Linked DNA regions of Pan troglodytes: region 1 is linked to region 2. The links are chromatin contacts, called in public Hi-C maps. All regions are on one chromosome and are shown on one strand. Each heading gives the region's core, a stretch centred on a gene start, on an enhancer-like site or on the middle of the called end of the contact. The rest is flanking DNA. Distances are from core to core; before and after follow the strand shown. Region 1 holds the start of ZAR1L (zygote arrest 1 like). Region 2 overlaps FRY (FRY microtubule binding protein).

Region 1 (2,816 bases), core at 223-2,722, 70 kb after region 2:
ATGGAGAGAGACTGGTCAGAGCCTAAAATGTTACAGTTAGGTAGAATGAATGAGTCTAGAGATCTAATTTACAGCATAACGACTACAGTTAACAATATTGTATTTTATACTGAAAAGTTTCAAAGAGAAATTTCAGGTGCTCTCACCGCACACAAAAGAAAGGTAATTATGTGAACAGATGGATATGTTAATTGCTTGACTATAGTAATCATCTCACTGTGTACATATACATGTTGTGCACATTAAATATATACAACTTTTAGGAAATAATGGTTTTTTGGGTTTTTGTTTGTTTGCTTGTTTGAAATGGAGTTTCCTTGCTCTGTCTCCCAGGCAGGAGTGCAGTGGCATGATTTTGGCTCACTGCAACTTCCACCTCTGGGGTTCAAGTGATTCCCCCACCTCAGCCTCCCAAGTAGCTGGGATTACAGGCACATGCCACCACACCCAGTTAATTTTTGTATTTTTAGTAGAGACAGGGTTTTGCCATGTTGGCCAGGCTGGTCTCGAACTCCTGACCTCAGGTGATCTGCCCACCTTGGCCTCCCAAAGTGCTGTGATTACAGGCGTGAGCCACCATGCCCAGCTGGAAATAATGTTTTTAAGAAAAATTAAAGCATATTGTAAATTGAATACAAATAGTAAATTGAGTAGCTGCGCTAGAAGAGAATAGGTGAGAAAGTCTATTATGGTGGAGCTAATAAGTGGCAAGTCCCTGGTACAAAGAGAACAAGAAACATAAAGGTATGGGGGGCTGTATAAAATGACAGAAAATGTTATTTCTGAGACTTGTGTGACATGCCACAGGTTCTCATTAGTCCACTCCTAGTGAGACACCCCTCCCCCCAAAAAAAGGGGACAAAGCATATTGTTCTGATTTACAGGGTAAATAAATCACAGGTTAGTTAAGTGTGTGAAGTCAAATGGACTAGAATTCAAACCTGGGCCTTACTACCAGGCACATTACTTAACTACTTGATTCAGTATCCTCATCTGACAATACTGACCAATTTACAGGATTACTGTAAGATTAAACATGGTATTGCTTGAAAACCCAAAGCAGAATGCCTAACTCATAAAATGTTTGGTAAGTGGCAGCTGTTATTAGTAAGGATCACAGACGTATTTCTTTGCGAATTAGACTTAGAGCAAAAGCTTTAGAATCTATCTGCATTAGTAAGGCCTCCTTCTACAACTAAGGATTACTGATTATCAAACTAAAATGGTCCCTAAGGAACCAAGCGGAGCCCACCCTTTTTCTAATCCAAGGTTGCTTCTGTTTACTGCTCCAGCACCTTCTGGAAGCAGCAAGGCCCCCACGGGAGCAACTCTCACTGAATCCATTTGAAGGTTTTGTAGGTCTTACAACAAACCCTATTCAGCCTTGCATTAGGCATGTTACAGAACCAACGAATTCGGAGATGAAGTCAGGTCTTCCAGTTCAGCCTGCGAGGAAGACAGGTGATCCGAATCCTAAGAATGCAAAAGATGGGCCGGGTGTGGTGGCTCATGCCTGTAATCCCAGCGCTTTGGAAGGCCGAGGCAGGCAGATCACCTGAGGTCGGGAGGTTGAGACCAGACTGACCAACAACGGAGAAACCTCGTCTCTACTTAAAAATACAAAGTTAGCCGTGCGTGGTGGCGCATGCCTGTATTCCCAGCTACTCGGGAGGCTGAGGCAGGAGAACCACTTGATCCCTGGAGGCGGAAGTTGCGGTGAGCGGAGATTGCGCCATTGCACACCAGCCCGGGCCACAAGAGCGAAACTCCGTCTCAAAAAAAAAAAAGCAAAAGATACTACCAAGGCCTGCGGAGCAAGGTACCTCACACTTCATGAGCGAGTTAAGATGGGTTTCACAATTTTTCAAGCAAGGAAACGGGCTCGGAGGTCTTGAACACCTGCTACCCATTAGCAGAACAGCTACTGGAACTAAAATCCTCTGATTTCAAATAACAGCCCCACCCACTACCACTAAGTGAAGTCATCCACAACAACACACCGACCACTCTAAGCTTTTGTAAGATCGGCTCGCTTTGGGGAACAGGTCTTGAGAGAACATCCCTTTTAAGGTCAGAACAAAGGTATTTCATAGGTCCCAGGTCGTGTCCCGAGGGCGCCCACCCAAACATGAGCTGGAGCAAAAAGAAAGGGATGGGGGACTTGGAGTAGGCATAGGGGCGGCCCCTCCAAGCAGGGTGGCCTGGGACTCTTAAGGGTCAGCGAGAAGAGAACACACACTCCAGCTCCCGCTTTATTCGGTCAGATACTGACGGTTGGGATGCCTGACAAGGAATTTCCTTTCGCCACACTGAGAAATACCCGCAGCGGCCCACCCAGGCCTGACTTCCGGGTGGTGCGTGTGCTGCGTGTCGCGTCACGGCGTCACGTGGCCAGCGCGGGCTTGTGGCGCGAGCTTCTGAAACTAGGCGGCAGAAGCGGAGCCGCTGTGGCTCTGCTGCGCCACTGCTGCGCCTCGGGTGTCTTTTGCGGCGGTGGGTCGCCGCCGGAAGAAGCCTGAGGGGACAGATTTGTGACCGGCGCGGTTTTTGTCAGCTTACTCCGGCCAAAAAAGAACTGCACCTCTGGAGCGGGTTAGTGGTGGTGGTAGTGGGTGGGGACGAGCGCGTCTTCCGCAGTCCCAGTCCAGCGTGGCGGGGGAGCGCCTCACGCCCCGGGTCGCTGCCGCGGCTTCTTGCCCTTTTGTCTCTGCCAACCCCCACCCATGCCTGAGAGAAAGGTCCTTGCCCGAAGGCAAATTTTCGCCAAGCAAATTTGAGCCCCGCCCCTTCCCTGGGTCTCCATTTCCCGCCTCCGG
Region 2 (2,902 bases), core at 36-2,535:
TAAATATCAAGGCCAGGTGCAGTGGCTTATCCTGTAATCCCAGCACTTTGGGAGGCTGAGGCAAGAGGATCGCTTGAGGCCAGGAGTTCAAGACCAGCCTGGGCAACAAAGTGACATCCCATCTCTACAAAAATAAAAAAATTTTAAAAATCAGCAAGGTATGGTGGTGCACACCTATAGTCCCAGCTACTTAGGAGGCTGGGGAGAGAGTTTCCCTTGAGCCCAGGAGGTTGAGGTTACAGTGAACTGTGATCACACCACTGCACTCCAACCCGGCCAACAGTGATAAATAGGAAGATAGGAATATAGATAGATGGAAAGATAGCTCAAACACACCAGGACGAGTTTCTAGAGCCTGGAAGTTAATCTAAAACACATGACCACAGACTAAAGCAGGGAGGCTCCAGGCCATGGGAGTAGTGCAGGGCCACCATGGGGTTAAGTAGAGAGCGCCTAGCTCAAGAGCATAGACATCCTTTTCTCTATATTGTATTTGTCTATCTATTTCTTCTCTGGAATGTACTTTGTAACTTGTAGGATTCAAGGGCAAATGCTAGGTTCTCTTTGGAAGCTCATTGACGAAGATATACAGTATAAATTTTAGACATTCCTTTCCATCTTTACTTCACCAAATTACTTACAGAAATTATTTGATGCTGAAAGTGACTTCCAAGCATTTTTCAAGTGGCGTTGCTGCATAATACTTACACCACATAGGGTAGGCAGTCAGTTAACAGTTTCTCACTTCACTCACAGGAGACAGATGGTCAGTTGACACCTTTCTACGAATGTGTGCCCCATTTTGTTGTTTAATGAGGCTGTCCATTTTGTCTTAGGCTTGCGGGCGACGTCTGATACTTTTTATCTTAACTCAAATAGTAGCTTATTTCACATTTAAACCATGGCTTCCCTTGTGCAGAATTTAATAGATGTTTTATTTCATGTGCTTTGACTGCAAAGTCCAGGCAAAAAATAATAATAACAACTTTCATCAAATTTGTTTATCTATGTTTCTAATATTTTTGTGGGAGCGGCACACAGTCTGATTGGAGGTTGTCAGAGAAACAAAGATGGTAAAACTGAGTCTTAAATGAAGAGTAGGAATTTGACATGCCAATAAGGAGAGGAAAGGTATTCAAGGATGAGGGCATAGCATGAGTAAAGGCACAGAGGCTGAGAGGGCTTGCCAAGTTTGGGGAACTCCAGCAGCAGCCTGGGGGAGATGACCCTTGCAGGCCATGCTCAAAGAGTGTGGACTCCACCCTGTCCACCAGAGGGAGTCTGTGAAGGAGTTTAGTCAGGGAAGTGGCTTGGTCTGAAGAGTTCTAGGAAGATCACTCTAGCTGGATCTGATGCACTTAAGGGCTGCAAGCCAGGACACCAGTAAGGGGCCATTGAGATAGTCCAGGCAAGGCCCAAGAGGGTGCCGCTGAGCCAGTGCCAGCAGGAATGCCGTGGAGGGAACAGATTACCAGGAGGGAGGGAAAGAAAGGGTTAAGAAGGGCTTCCAGATTCCTGAGTTAAGTAATGAGGAAGACAAGAAGTGAGAAGAAAAGAGGGCTGAAGACAGAGATCAAGGTACCCAGGAAGCAAATGGAGCAGGAGGAGCCAGAGAACTAGAAGGAGGACCAAGAAGACTGGAAACCGGAGGTGGGGAGAACTTTAAGAAAGAGTGAATTGAACAGTCAGTGTCATAAAATGCATTGGGAGCTTTTTTTTTCCCTCAAATTAAGGAGGTGCCTCATTACCATAATGGTACCTCATTAATAAGAATTTAATTTAGCTGAAATGGACAAAATTGGTCTTTTTTTATTTGTTTGTCTCCTAAACATAGCTCCTTTTATATATACATTGTCTTTTTATGTCATTTGCCTTTTACTTCTCATGGAACCTCCTGCACTGTTTTAAGTCAGTGAATTCTGACTGGTCACTAGCTTCTCACTGGTCATTCTGACATACATTAGCTTTAAAAAAATTAAATTATTTTTAACCCTTGAATGTTTTATTTCCTGCAGAGTGTTCACTGGAGAGAAGCTCTGAATATCTTGAAGCTGGTAGTTTCTCGGTCAGCTAGCCTTGTTTTACCTTCATACCAGCACAGTGACCTCTCAAAAATAGAAATACATCGAGTGTGGACTAGTGCTTCCAAGGAATTACCTGGGAAAACCCTGGACTTCCACTTCGATATTTCGGAGGTACTTAGCTATGTTAACTATTTCTGTGAACTTTAGCATGAATTTGTAGTAGCAAAGGTCAAAAGTAGTTGCCTGGAAAAAAGAAGACTTATTTGACAGTTATTTCAAATGAAGATTTCTAAGGGCTAAATTAGGTTTTGCTTTTTAAAGAACCCATTGAGTGTCATATTCACTGGGACTCTCAGTTGGCAGCTTTTAAAAATAGAAACTAGCCTCAGTTATGTAAAAAATGATTTTAAAAAGAGGTATTTAAAAATGGAACAATCATAAGCATTTTAAACCATGACCTTCACTCGTTCTTTATCTGACAATGGTCATGTCTTTATATCCACAATGTTTCTCCCTGAATGACAGCCAGTTCAGCAGATGACCGAAATTTACAGGAATATAGACTCCACTTTTATAGTTGCTTCCCCAGTCCACACTATTTTTTAAACAAGTAAAACTAAATTCTTGCCTTGAAGGGGGGAGGGTAGAGAGAGGGAGGAGCAAGAGACTAGGGACCCAAGCTAAGGAGTCAGGAAGAAAAGAAAGGACAGGAAGTAGTCATGTTTACCTGGTAGTCCATTAACAAATATATGGGAGGCTTATATTGAAGGCTAAGGTATAAAATAACTTTGCTTTCACATCTCTTACCTCATGACTCATGAACCCCCAAAGCAGAAACTGTACTCTGTTCCTGTTTATAACCAGGGCCCAGTACAACA

The links. Hi-C and Micro-C count contacts between places; a contact is called where the count stands out from the background.
Region 1: a contact with region 2 is called in a Hi-C map of induced pluripotent stem cells, with 1.9 times the contacts expected there. The contact joins the promoter of ZAR1L here to the enhancer-like site in region 2. A contact is called at or near these places in 2 of 7 Hi-C or Micro-C datasets (induced pluripotent stem cells and stem cell-derived neural progenitor cells) and 1 of 1 other capture datasets (stem cell-derived neural stem cells).

What each region holds. Positions count from the first base shown.
Region 1 is chr14:31,468,077-31,470,892 of NHGRI_mPanTro3-v2.0_pri, forward strand. It overlaps ZAR1L (zygote arrest 1 like), which reads right to left and starts at 1,473. Exons shown (of 5, transcript XM_054664880.2): 1 at 1,253-1,473. It overlaps BRCA2 (BRCA2 DNA repair associated), which reads left to right and starts at 2,357. Exons shown (of 28, transcript XR_010150631.1): 1 at 2,357-2,592.
Region 2 is chr14:31,398,331-31,401,232 of NHGRI_mPanTro3-v2.0_pri, forward strand. FRY (FRY microtubule binding protein) reads left to right here. Exons shown (of 62, transcript XM_054664864.2): 48 at 2,016-2,195. Among named protein-coding and RNA genes, the nearest start is that of ZAR1L, 70 kb to the right of the region's middle. Within about 2 kb of position 1,286, at least 2 of the 24 cell types and tissues checked have an H3K27ac peak or open chromatin away from gene starts, as enhancers often do. A contact at or near this core is called in induced pluripotent stem cells, where this site is marked.